Linked DNA regions of Rattus norvegicus: region 1 is linked to region 2. A link is a contact called in public Hi-C data. All regions are on one chromosome and are shown on one strand. The core of a region is the stretch at or near the end of the contact, and the rest is flanking DNA. Distances in the headings are between cores, read along the strand shown.

The links. A called contact is a pair of places that touch in the nucleus more often than the background predicts.
Region 1: a Hi-C map of kidney shows a contact between it and region 2, with 2.7 times the contacts expected there. The contact joins two enhancer-like sites. A contact is called at or near these places in 4 of 12 Hi-C or Micro-C datasets (the A7r5 cell line, the Rat2 cell line, Schwann cells and 1 more).

The regions. Positions count from the first base shown.
Region 1 is chr4:128,547,024-128,554,445 of GRCr8, reverse strand. LOC120102171 (a long non-coding RNA gene) reads right to left here and starts at 1,628. Exons shown (of 4, transcript XR_005503339.2): 1 at 1,343-1,628. Within about 2 kb of position 5,190, at least 1 of the 93 cell types and tissues checked has an H3K27ac peak or open chromatin away from gene starts, as enhancers often do.
Region 2 is chr4:128,497,527-128,504,383 of GRCr8, reverse strand. No RefSeq gene overlaps it. Among named protein-coding and RNA genes, the nearest start is that of Slc25a26, 93 kb to the left of the region's middle. Within about 2 kb of position 3,608, at least 23 of the 93 cell types and tissues checked have an H3K27ac peak or open chromatin away from gene starts, as enhancers often do.

The DNA of each region.
Region 1 (7,422 bases), core at 3,941-6,440, 48 kb before region 2:
CTTTTGAGACAAGCTTACTATCTGGTGTCCTGGAACTAACTCACTCTGTAGACCAGGCTGGCCTTCGACTCACAGAGATCTGCCTGCCTCTGTTTCCCCAGTGTGCTGGGATCAAAGGTGTGCACCACTCTTGCCAGCTTCAAAGACTACTGACGTGGACATCAGTGGTCCCAGATCTCAGCGGCAGAAGTACAGTTCTCTGAACAGGGACTACGGCGAGAACTTTGCAGGCTCGTCCTGTGTTTTGAGACAGGGTCTCACCCAGTCAGGCTGGCATAGAACCTGCTGTGGGGCAGATGATCTTGAACTTCACACGCTGGGGTTACAGGTGTGTACCTCCACACTGCCTCGTTCTCAATGCTTATATTTTTCTGTGTACATGACTAAATTCCTACAAATATTCCATATTAGTACATCTTTGCCACTATATGATTTAAGGAACAAATGATTTGTTATAACAGATGACTGTTTCTGTGCTGTTGAGCTTCTCTTTTTGTCAGCAAATCACTATTCTTTCTTCACGCGAAATCCTCGGCTCTTCTTTTAGGTCTATCCCAATTTTATATTTTCCATATTTTAACACCGCACAGCGAAGCTTAACTAAGTACCAGCAGGTGGAGACACTGAGAACACGCGCACATCCCAAGGGGCTGGCCGGGCACCAAAGCACTTATTGAAAGGAACAGGGGGTGGGAGGGAATCCGGCTTTTTGCGGAGGGTGGGATACTTCCTTCTCCTTTGGGGGGAAGGAGAGGAATGCAACAGATCTCCAGATAATCCCCGATTCCCCTCAAGCCGCCGCAGCAGGCATTCCCAAGGCTGCCAGAAGCTCTATACAGAAGAGCAAGTTTGGCGGGAAGTACGTGAAATAGACTCTGCAGGCTCAAGGGTCCAGCTGGGCTCTTTTCGGCAAAGCACACGCATCAAGGTCGAGGGATTGTAGTGTTTCCTAGCAACAGCAGGACTGTACTCTCATACTGTGGAGGAGGTGCAAGCACACAATCCCTTTAAGAACGGTACCTACCTCTGCACACGGGCCAGAATGTGACTCTCTCTCTCTCTCTCTCTCTCTCTCTCTCTCTCTCTCTCTCTCTCACACACACACACACACACACACACACACACACACACACACGCGCGCGCACACACACACGCACACACACACTCACAAATGTAATTGCAAATGTTTTAGGGTGCATTAAACTTGCAAGCCATTACTAGGTCGCTGGCTAAAAGGTGTGGTTAAAAGGGGCAGGAAGATGTATTACAGTATTGTCTAGTCCCAAGGCAGCGAAGGGGCAGGAAAGAGAAACCCCAGGTAGATCCCAGGGGCTTCAGCTACCTGCTCCTTTAGGAAAGGAAGTCTCCCACTATCAGCTTGAGAGTCCCAGAAACAGACAGGGAAACTGAAGATGCTGCTTGGAAACCTGGGAATCAAGAGGCTCTTCAAGCTTCCTTACTCTTCTGTTTCATAGTGAGGGCTGCAGATGATGGCGACCCTAAGTTTCTGTGTCAAAATATTCAGCTTGGTACTACTAAAGTGAAGATCTGCATCATTAGAGGGACAAACGGGAACTTCCCTGGTTTCCACAAAGCCAAGCCATCCCCTCCACTCTACAGCCATAGAGGCTTAACTCTCCAGGGAAGAGAAACTTCATTGGCCCCCTGGGAACAGCTACCTAATAAAGGCAAAAGACACAATGAAGCCCATTGGCTGGGGTTTGCAAGCCTAAGGGCTCTTCATTCTCATTGGTGGCCCACTGTGGAGCTTTGTCAAGACTCTGCCTGGCAAGTAGAACAAGCTTTGGGCCACACTCCTGGCATGTAGATTGAAAATTAGGCTGCCAGTGTTCATCTGATGTTTATCTCTGCCTGATGTTGACAACTTGAAGAATTTTTGTTCAACTCCCGCTTTCAAGTGTTTTGGCATCGTTGCTCAGGCAACCCTGAGATCTAAGCATCATCCCAAACTGAGTTAGGGACAATTTACTGACCATTAACAGTGGATTGATTCTGCAAGCCTCATAGGATTATCTATCTAGATTAAGATGGTTGTCTCAGCACAGTGGTAAACATTTTCATTCTTCATGCAATGTGCATGTTTTATTTTGTTGTCTTTTTCAAGATTGGACACACCCTTGTGTTGAAATAAGCCCAGCTTGGTCTACTATAGTGTAATGATAACTATTGAGTGTCAGTGTGACAGGATCGAGCATTACTGAAGGGAGCATCCTCTGAACGCGTCTTTGAGGGATTATCCAGACCAGGTTAGTTGATTTAGGATGACTTGTCCTAAACGCAGTGGCACTAGTTCATCCGCTGGAATCCCAAGCTGAGTAAAAGCGACAGTCAGGTGAGCATCAGCACTTTTCTCCCTCTGCTTTCTGGCTCTGGGAGCAATGTAACCAATTGCCTCATGCCCCTACCACCTTGACTTCCTGTCATTCTGTACTAACTTCAAACCAGGATACCAAATAAACCCTCACTTAAGTTTCTTTTATCAGAGCAATGTTATGAAAGAGCTGACATCTATTCACCACACACACACACACACACACACACACACACACACACACACATACACACACACACGCACACACAATTCCTCTCCTATGGTGTCCTGTGAGCTGTCAATTCCCGTGCAGACGATGGCATTAGTCTTCACAACTGACTTAATTTTTGGAAGTTGTCTGAATTTCGAGGGTGAGTTAACTGGGATGGGATTTTAAATTTTGAGCAAGAACATTTAGGTCAAGGATGTCAATGGAACTCTCTAACGGGATGGCTGAAGAGTATGCAGGAGGCATCAGCATCAGAATAATTCAGTGACAAAAGGGAATGCCCAGTGACGGTTTGGCTACCAGACAAAATGATGAGTCATTGTACACAAAAGGTCTCAATTCTGCCAGGTAAGATGGCGGTGTACACCTTTAATCCTCGCCCTGGGGAGGCAGAAGCAGGTGGACCTCTGTGAGTTTGAGGCCACCTAGATCTACACAGCAAGTTCTAGGCCAGCCACTTAGTGAGGTCCCATCTTAAAAAAGAAAAAGAAAAGTCCTATTCTAATTTTACACTTTTGGCACAGAACTTACACAAAAAAATATATATAGTAAAGGATATATTCTCTTTGCATGCATTAAGGCATATAGAAATATACAAACATAAGTAATAATATAAAGTACAATGTTAACATATAGTTCTTAGTATATTTAATAAAACACTATATGTCATGCTGCATTTGTTGTATTAATGAACTACACGGCTTTAAAAATACTTAAAGAGAAGGTCAAACATTGTATCAGAAATCCTGGACTGAGAACAAAAAATATGTCAAGTACTATCTTTAATTAAAGTAATTCTTTTCCTAGAGGACAGGAAGTTTCAAACTGCCCAGATATATTTCTATGAGAATTCATCTTATTAATTAAAAGCTCCAAAAAGGTCAGTCCAAATGCATATGCATTACGAGCCAAAGAGATTTACATATTTTGTCAATTCGCTGGCATTTTAAGAATAAAGGGTGGATTAAGACTGTGTCCAGGTGCTTCTTTCCTGTGAGAAATGTGCCTTTGATGTGTGCCTTGTTTAGGTGTGCGTTGTTCGTCTCTGAGCAAGACTTTAAAAGTCAGGTCTGACCTGAGCTCGGTGATGCTCTCAGTTTCTTCTCATTGCTGTTTCCTAGCTCCACTCATCTGTGCTGTATTAGTTCAGCCTTGTTCTTGTTTGAGAACAGCATCAACTGACTGGCTTCAACAACTGGCGTTTGTCACTCATTGTTCTGGAGACTAGCATCCTTGTTTCCTGATGACTCGAATGGTTGCCTGCTCCTTCTGACATGCCTTCTCCACCTCTGTGAACTCTGGATCTATAAACCAAAATACTCTTTCTTCCCCAAGATGCTCTTGGTGATAGTGTCCCAACACAATAATAAAAAAGTAGTTAATACAGTTAATTTGAGGGTCAGGTTCAGAGTCAGTGTGTGGGAGTAAAAAAGCAGAGGTCATGCGTGGGTCAGTGGATGGATGAAGTTCATGTCCAGAGTTAAGTTTAGGATCAGGGTCAAGGTGACAGTGACAGCCCGGATATGGCAAATGTTAAGGAAGAAGGAAAGGGTGAAGATATGAGTGAGAATAAGAAATCAAACCGAGATCAAAGGCTTTGTAAGATGCAAACTAATGGAGGGCAAGACTAGCCTATGATGTTGCACGTGATCAGAGTGACTATCAAGGATGAAGTGACGATTGATGTGTGAGATGGTCAGAGAAAGCATAACATGGGTAGCACAGGGTCAGGGTCAAGATGCAGGTAATAGTGAGCGCCAGAGTCACAGACACGGGGAATGAAATGGTGAAGCTTGCTAAGGGTCACAGTGAGTGTGTGGGTCAAGACAGGGTCAGTTTGTTGATTATCAGTACTGTCCGTTTGGGGAATATGGTAAGAGTAAAAATAAAAGTTAAAATTCATGATCAAATCTAGGGTTTTGATCCACATAAGAGTGATGTCAAGATCATGTTCAGGGACATCATGATGGTCATCTTTATGTCAGGCTAGAGTCGTTTAGGAAGAAGATCCAGGAAAGAGTGGTCAGAGCGTGGGTGAGGGGTAAGTGTGAGAGTGAGGTTTGCCAGCATCTTGGGGTAATCTGTTATGTGGAATAATTACAGATGCTATGTCTTATGGGAATATGATCTACATTCACAGGAAGCTAACAGCTGCTGCACAATCTTCCATATCACTCCTCCAATCCACTACTTTAGCTCTTGAAATAATCACCAAAGCACCACAGACTGTTATGAAGTCAGGAGGGCAGGGGAGATCTGGGTTTGTATTCCTTCAGCCTCCCCAGGGACATCCTTCAGGCCAATGCCATTGGTGGGTGGCAGCTTTCATGGACACATTTCATTTTCTATCTTTGGAACAAAGAATGACGTGGCAATTCTCTGGGTTCCCTCCTTGATATGATCTCACTGAGGGTGAAGGGAGAGCTGGGCCTGGCACATCTGGTTACAACATTAGATCTGAAACTCCTCTCTCTTCCAGTTGCGTGATCAGTAAACCAGGAGAGCTGGACTGGATAGGCTTCTCACACTCTATGGGGATGTATTAAAACCTTTTAGGCCTTGCTTCTATTATCCATAGGACAGTGTTTCTCAGTTATTAAAATTTCACACTTGGGGATCCTGAGATAGATCAGAGAACCCAAGTTCCTCCCACAGAACCCAACTTAAAGGGGGAAGGGGTATTGATCGAGTGAGTGAGTGAGGAGTGAGTGAGGAGTGAGTGAGTGAGTGAGTGAGTGAGTGAGTGGATTGTGTAAACAGGCATCTTTGCAATCCCAGCACTGGGGAGGTGGAAACAGGATCCCTGGAGCTTGTTGGCCAGCTAGCCTAGCCCACTTAGCAACTTCCAGGCCAGAGAGACCTTGTCTTAAACAAAAAAGGAAAGCCGCCTAAGAAAAGACACTCAAGGTTGTCCTTTGCTGGCCCCCAAATACATGTAAAATCCATGTCTCTAATCACCTCACCTCTAATAATTTAGTCTCCTTCCTGTCTGTCCCTTTGGGAATCACTGCAACTCTCATATAGCATCAGAGATCAGAGAGCATCTGCACTGCATTACTTTTTCCCAGTTTGTAGGAAGAGCCTAAGAGAGTGGTTTTGACATTTCGCCAAATATCAAAAACGGCAATCTGAAATCTGTTCCTTTAAGCAGTACCCTCCCCATCCACAGAAGACCCCACAAAGCATTCTCAGGCTGTCATTTTCAGGCCTTCCTCACTTCCCCTTAGGAAAACGTGCTCTCAAATCATCTGAAGATATTGATTATCTGCACCATCGCGGACTCTTCTTTCTTTGTGTCCTGGCTGCCTGTGCTTGGTGTCAGTTCACAGATAAGAAAGGCAGAGTGCTGTTAAGGATCTATTTATACTATGTCCTTGAAAGCTGAGGCCTGGCTTCCTTAAGAGAAAAGGCTGTCAGGTATGGAGATGAGACACAGAGTGGTCACCCCAGTGAGAACGTCAGTGCTGGATACAGAGGCACGGGATGCTGCTTTCCTAGGCAGGCTAATATGGAAGTCCGCAGAAAACAAAGGAAAAGAAACAGAGTTCTGGGAAGGAAAGAGAAGTTTTTGTGAAAACATGACAGAAACTCAGTATGTGTTGGGGGAGGGAGATGACAAAAAGAAAGGAGGGGAGGGGGAACCAGAGAGAATACCAATGTACCATAGACTTGGAGCCAGGGGATGTTTACATGAAGCTTGGCCCCATCTTTATTAGAAATTTGAGCTTGGCCTAACTGCTTGATATCTCAGAATTTTGATCCCCGCCCCCCCCCCCCCCCGCCTTGAGTGGGTATCATATATCCTTCTCCACTAATTTCATCAGATTGCTCTAAAAATCCAATTTAAGAATGGCCATGGAAACACTTGCCAAGCTGAAAATACTGTACACAAACAAGGCCCTCGGTGTCTGGGTGTCTGTCACAGCTAGCCATCTAGAGTTCTATCTGTGAGTCTGTACACATGCTCGACACAGAGGGAGCAGTCTGCCTCATGGCAAACCTGCTAGCAATCTGCCATTCCTCTTCTGCAGAAGAGGAGACATAAATAGAGTAATAATTTGCTGGAGGTCACTCAACTAGTTAGTGGACTTTGAACCAGGCCTGCCTAAATCCAGCAGCCAATTCTTTCCAGCGTTTCCTGAGTCTTAATGTATACGTAATGGTGTTCCAATATTTCTGTGTAGTAAGATCTGCCTTCCAGTGATAATCGGCACTGTGTTGGTGGGCCAGATCTGCCAACACCAATGCCAAAGACCGGAGGCTGAACATTTGAGAAGAAGGTGGCAGCGGGGTTGGTTTCTGAGGAGCACACACTTCCTGGCTCCTTGCGTCTCACATGCTTTCCCCCTCCCTGTACAAGCACATGCCTTAGGGCCTTTTTTTCCACTATCGGCATTAGTCTTGGATTACAGCTCCACCATTATGGCCACATTAATTGTCATTGCTTTCCTTAAGGTCCCCATCTCCAGAACTGGCCACACAGGGCCTAGCTCTTTGCACAAATCTGAAGGAGAACAGGGGTTCAGCCCACAGCAGGCATGTAATAGACAAATGTCCAAAAAAGATTTATTTTAAGAATCTTTGTTCCCTTTTTTCTCCCCAGAAAGGCATTTCTAAAATCTTATCAGGTTAGTAATAGCTTCTGCAGCAGAAAAAAAAAATTCAACTCTTGAGTCCTCCCTACATGACGGCTTTCCCATGATGCCAGGGACCACTGACATAATGGAAAGGCACCAGGCTTGTGCAAAGCCTTTCAAGGCTCCTTCTCCCTCCTTCCCGCTCAGGAGCACTCAGAAGTGAAGAGGGCCGTCTCCCTTCCCTTCTTGCCAGGCAGTCATTCCTACTTAGAGTTTTTGGTGCT
Region 2 (6,857 bases), core at 2,359-4,858:
GAGTGAAGCTTTAAAAGAGTTTCAGCCCACATCAGATAAGCATCTTTATAGAGCAGCCGGCACAGTGTTCATGCTCGATGTGTCCCACCCATCATCCACCCTCTTTTCTCCCAGGCCTGCTCTATGGCCCAAGGCTGACCCTTGGTGTTGACCCTGGTATCTAGGGGGTTCAGATCAGGTAAAGAAAGCAAGGCCGTGGGAGCCATTCTCTGTGCCTCCTCATTCTCGGTCCTGTCAGCCTCAGGCTCTATCCTTCATCTTCATGTTTAATAGTGAGACTAGCTTCCCACCGCAATTCCTTGAGTGATGGATCATGTCCTGCTGCCCCATCACCTTTGATGGATCCTTCCACAAAGCCATTACACTCATTTCAGAGCTCTTTGATTAACGCCCCTTGAGTAAGTCATCTACCAACAGCTAAGATCCTAACCCACCGTGTACCTGGGTTATTTTTCCTCTTTTCCCCTCTATACATTACAAATAATATATATAATTTATGTAAATAAATTGTGTGTGCATGCATGCATGTGTGTGTGTGTGTGTGTGTGTGTGTGTGTGTGTGTGTGTGTGTGCATTCAGTACAGAAAAGCATGACCCCAGAAAAGGAATAAAGTGGACTGGGAAGGTAGCTCAGCTGGTAGAGTGCTACCCTGGATCTGATCCCAAAAGGTATATAAACTCGGTGTGGTAGCACGTAGCTGGAATCCCAGCATTTGGCAGGAAGAGGCAACAGGAGGATAGGAAGCTCAAGGTCATCTTTACTGTACACTGGGTTTGAAGCTAGGCTGGACTCAATGACACATCGTTTCAAAACAAGAGGGTGGGGGAGGGGAGAGAGAGAAATTATCTTAACCCCTAGGTGACATAATATTTTAATACATAGCATTCCATATTTTATTCCTTGTGTATAAATGCATGCAATGCAGACTTTTAAAGATAGCAGTAGAAGTACCATTATCTTTTAAAACTTGAAGTGGTCTTTTTGCTGAGATTGGAAATAGGAAGAAGTTAATGGTTTCAAAGGCAAGAGAAAAAAATTACCTTGTAGAACGACTGTTACAAGTATAGCCACCCCCCCTTTTTTCAAAACAATTACAAAATAATCAGTTTTAGAGATCTCTTATAAACAAGTGACTAAACTTTCAAGCCAAGTAAAGTAAATGTGGAGAATACTTTGGGACTTAGGTGGCTTTCAGTGAACTTTGACACTCTCAGAGAGAACACAGGGGACAAGCGCAGCCAGAACACTGGCTGAAACTCCTTCTACCCAGAGGCCTTTTGCTCACTCTAGAGGGCGATGCAGCATTTCCCCTAAGTACTTCATTTTGAAAGAATTTTTAAAAAGTTTCCAAGTCTTGCTGAGTATTTTAAGAACAAGAAAGCTATGCATTGTCCTGGCCGAATGACCCCTGAGTCAGCCAAAGACCATGGATCTATGGAGAATTATCCCTCACATGACTGAACCCAGGCACGGACACTGTTCATGCTCTGTTAGTTCAACAAGTGCGATGAGTAGGAAGACCACTGAAGAAACAAGCATGACCCTGAGAGCCCTCGTGGATGGCCCAGTCACTTAGAATGACCTAAAACAACAAAGTGTTCATCTAGCAAAAACTAGGAAATACTAGTGCAAACTGTCTTGGTTCGGGTATGAAATGTCCCCTCAAAAGGCTCACACAACTCAAAGCGTGGTAATACCCAACTTTAATCCCAGTATTGAAGAGGCAGGGACAGACTGGTTTACATAGCAAGTTCCAAGACAGCCAGGGTTATTTAATGAAACTCTGTCTCAAACAACAACAACAACCACAACAAGACTTCCATGTTGAAGGCTTGACTCCTCAGGAGGCAGTGTTGAGAGCTAGGGCACGTGTGGTATGCACTCACAGGCTGTGTGTGGGTACACAAGAGTGTGAAGGCCTGGCGTTAATGTTGGCTGTCCTCCTTGATTGATCTCCATCTTTTGAGACAGGGTCTCTCAGTGAACCTGGAGCTCACCTATTCAGCTGGAATAACTGCCACCAAGTTCCAAGGACCCTCTTGCTTCTTCCTACTTCCGGGATTTAAGTAAAGGCTGCTGTGCCTCAGCTGCTGCTGCTTCTGCTTCTTCTTTCTTCTCCTCCTCCCTTCTGCTCCTTCTTCCTTCGTTTTCTTCCTCCTCTTCTCCTTCCCCTCCTTCTCCTCCTTCCCCTCCTCCTTCTCCTCTTTCCCCTCCTCTTCTTCTTCCTCCTTCCATGTGGGTGCCAGGGAGTTTGAACTCAGGTTCTTATGCTTGCATTGCAAGTACTGTACTGAGCCATCTCCCCAGCCTCAGAGATGAGACTTCTGGGGAGAGACAATGTCATGAGGGCGCTGCCTGTGTCTACAGATTCATCTATTAATGGATTTATGGATTTATAATTTTCTGGCATTATTTGGAATAGGTAGGGGGTATAAGTGGAGGAAGTGGACCAGGGGGATATGCCTTTGGAAGCAATCAATGTCTTGTCCCCAACTCTTCTTCTTATCTACTCCTGACCAGGGGCAGCGGGTAGTGACAAAAACTAGTAACACGGGACTCTGTGTGTGGAGGCCCTGTAGTTGGAAGGAGTTAAAACATTTAATGAGAACGCACTGGAGGGCAAGTCTGGTGCCAGAAGCCTCAGTAATTCTAGCTCGACAGAGTACATTTCCGTCACTACAGTTGGGAGGGAAGCACGGGAGAGGGCATGTATAGAGGAGCTGCAGGAGTGGGAGTGGGGACGAATTTGATCAAGATACATTGTATTTACGTATGACATTTTCAAGTAATAATCCTTTCAAAGAAAGAAAAAAGTTGCTGCAGTTTATAAAGGTCATAGTTGGATCTTTGGAGAGAGCTGGGAATCTACTGTGGGGCAGTGGGTGCCTTCCTCAGCCTCCTGCCTCTAGGCTCCCTCCATGTTCTTAACTGGCCCAAAGCACTTACTCAAATGACCCGGACACTGTAGCTAGTAATACTGGGCTAGCACTGTAGCTAGTAATACTGGGCTAGCACTGTAGCTAGTAATCCTGGGCTAGCACTGCACTTCTATTATCTTGCTGGCTTTCAGAACGAAGGCATAATTAAGAGGGATGTTGGGGAACATTCACACTGCACCCCTAGAGGTGAAATTATTGGACCCAGGCAACGTTTCCTGGCCATTACTCGGCGAGCAGCTCTGTCCCACTATGCCCTTGCCAGCCTCTGCCTTGTCTTAGACTTAAAAGCAGTGACTCTAGGCTGAGCTCTCTTGAGCCCACATCCATTTTCTCTTTTGAAAGCTTATTTTCTTGGGTCTTCTTCTTTCTTCAAAATAATGGAAAGTCTAACACAGAAACGTTGGGAGGCACCCAGAGTCCCAGCATTCATGCAGTCTGGTGTCTTCACTTTCTCTGTCAACGGTGCTCACCAGTCTTCTTGCACTGTTAGTGACTCTGCTTTGGGGAGTGATGGGAAATATAGATTTTTCACCTTTTGCTAATAGTCTCTGGTCTCCTGAATTCAATTTTCTCAAGCACTGGCATTGATTTTACAGTAACGCCTGTGGGATTTCTTCTGGCAGGCCTCATCTCTCTGACTCAGCCACCACCTTCGCACAGCTCTGAAAGTGTTGGCTGGGACTGAGCCTACTTCTTTGGCCTGGGTTTCTGCAGTTGCAAAGGGACCTGTCAACACAGACAGACACTTGACTCTTTCACCTACATGGTCCTTGTAAATGTTGTCTAGAGATAGTCTCGCCTTTTTCCAGTTCCCAGAATCGTATGACTATTAGAATTTTAAAAGGCCTAAGAGACACCCAGGCAGCCAGCAGTGATTACAGTGCAGGGCTATTCCAGCTCAGAGGCATCTGGGATATCTGAGCGACACATGAATCATTCTGACTCAGCCTCTGTTCAGACCTCCCTATTCCAAGGTTGGTACTCTCAGAAGCACACATCCTCTGCAGATGCAACTTGGCAAGCCTGGGATGAGGGTGTCACTTCCTAACTTAATACTTCCTAACTCAGATTGCATCCTACACCCCACATCCGCCCATCCTTCCAGTCACCATGTCAACAGATAGTGTGCGATCTCTGTTGCAGCAGAATGAACCAGGCAAAAATCTAGGAAGCACTTGGGGAATAGCAACGTGCTGTGTCGTCCTCCTTAAGAACTGTGAGTTACATTCTGATGTTACCAAGGTGGACTTTCACTGGTTTCATGCCAAAGAACAGACACCAATTTCACTTAGACATGTTAAACTTTGGGTCCCTTCTTCAAGTAGCATGGTGTTACAAATCACACCTAGACACAGAGCACAGAGAACTAGACCCCATCAGGAACACCCAGAGGGACTTTGCTTTAGCTTCTCGTCCTGCGTGAACATACCACCCCTGCATCACACTCTCCCCTCCAAGATGAACTGTACCCTCAAAATTCAAGGGAAATAAACTCCTCGACCCTTAAGCTGCTTTCGCTGTACATTCATCTGCATGCAGGATGGGCACTTGATTGCGTGGATTTTATTACTTTCTCCAAAGGACAATCAGAAAACTCTCCTATGACCTACCACAGAGAACAGGGGTGGCGCCTTCACTGCCTTTGCAATTTTCTAAAATGGTAAAGCACTACATTTTGGGACAGCATGTGTGGTGGTTTCAATATGCTTGGCCCATGGGAATTAGCACTATTAGGAGGTGTGGCCTTGTTGGAGGGGGTGTGTCACTGTGGGGATGGACTTTGAGGTCTCCATCCAGTGTGGAATTCCAGTCTTCTCCTGATCAAGATATCTAACCCTCGGCTCCTTCTCCAGCATCACGTCTGTCTGGAAGCCAGGCTTCCCACTATGACAATAAAGGACTAAACTTCTGAAACTGTAAATGTTGTCCTTTATAAGAGTTGCCTCGGTCATGGGGTCTCTTCACAGCCATGAAACCCTAAGATAAAAATTTATACATTGGATGCTTCCATTCACGTAAACTGTCCATGATGGGTAAATCTGTAAAGACGGAATGCAGACTCCCAGTTCCCGGGTGCCAAGAGTGGGAAGTGGAGCAAGCTTTAATCTTAACACTGGGAGGCAAAGGCGGGACAATCAGAGACTTCAAGGCTAGGCTGAGTCCGTAGTGAGACCCTTTCAGAAAGAAAGATACAGACAGGGAGGGAGGGAGAGGGAAGCAGCATTGTTTAATGATAATGGAGTTCAAAATCTATGCGTAAAAACATCTTGGTAGATATGGTAACTACAGCACGTCAAATAAACCAGCTGCCACTGAATTACTCACTTTGAGTAGTCACTGCTTTGAGATGGTTGGTTTTAATCACGCCGTAGTTTTTGGTTTAGAAGAGTTACGTTTAGGTTGTGTGGCAAGCATCTAAACTTTAAAAAAAGAAACTGGAACTTGAACAACTGTGTGTTGCCTCAGAGCTCCTTTCCAGGATGGCGAGACGCTGTTAGCTCACCCCCAGGCCTCTGTGACTCAAGTCCAGACTTCGGCATTCTACACCAACATGGCAAAGCTTTTACTAGATCTAACAAGATGCTTCAGTTCCCAGGACTGTTATGGGTGAAGAAGAGAATCAACTCCTACAAAATGTCCTCTGACTCCCACATGTGCACCGTGGCATGCACCCACCCAGGACAAATTAGCAAACAAGGCTTGAAAGAACACATTCACACCACACTTTCAAAAGCCATTCAGTTATCTCCTCCACCGAGATGCCATGGCCCATTCACCTCATCATCATGTCAATTTTTGTGAGACAGGGATGGAGATCAGACACACAATTGCGGGAGTCATATACTGGGAAAGGAAGCATTAGAGAAAACATCAGGAGCCCCACACACAGTGTTAGGGAAGCCAGCTTAGAACTGAGACGGAAATACTGCTCCTCATCTGAGTACCTCAGCGGGCAGACTCACAGAGCAGCATGGCTGCACTCTGTAAAACACTGTGCCGAGGGCAGGAATTCTGGGAAAGAAAAGTATGGCATTGCATTAAAGGGACAATTATTCTGCCTGTCTCTTTAGCATGGCTTAAGGTAAACCCTCTTTTCTAGGAGCAATCCCTGTTTTCAGAGGAGTAATGCCTACGTCAGATGGCTGATGCGCCCACCTGGAACATCAATCTCAATGCAGGCCAGAGATTCTAGTCTGCTGACCAGAAGGAATTTCTCCTTAACGGGTCTTCACTGGCACGATAAGAACAGGCTTAACAGTCACCATACTGGCGGGAAAAATCTACTGTGATGCTGCAACCTTCCATACAGTCCTTCATGCTGTGGTGACCCCCCGACCTTAAAATGATTCTTGTTGCTACTTCATAACTATAACTTTGCTCCTGTCATGAATCGTAATGTAAATACCTGTGTTTTCCGATGGTCTTAGGTGACCCCTGTGAAAGGGTCACTAAAACTCCCAAAGGGGCGGAGACTCACAGGTTGAAAAACACTGCTCTAAAGAGAAATACTCATGCTGTTCCTTTTCGGATAACTAGCCCCAAGAAATTAGACTTCTCCCTGGAGTCTCATGCTGGGGTAGGGAGGGTGCGTGTGAGGCTGGGCTTCTCTAAAAGAAATTGTATGCAGCTCTCACAACTTTGTCAGACCACATCACAAGACGGATTAGAGCCGATGTAATGGTGGGTCAATAATGGGTGGGGTCACACCTTGATCAGGACTGCCTAATTATGCAGGCCTTTTGCCCTCCGTTTAAATCTAACCCTTAAGTCAGAAGCCTGAATGAAGCTGGTCTGGGGAACATGGGTCCACAGCATCTCCTTACCCACACTGAGTAGATCTCCTTTCATAGTTTTTGATCACGACTTGTCTCTTCAAATAGCATAATTAGCACTCGAGGACAGGTGGCTGAGCCTAG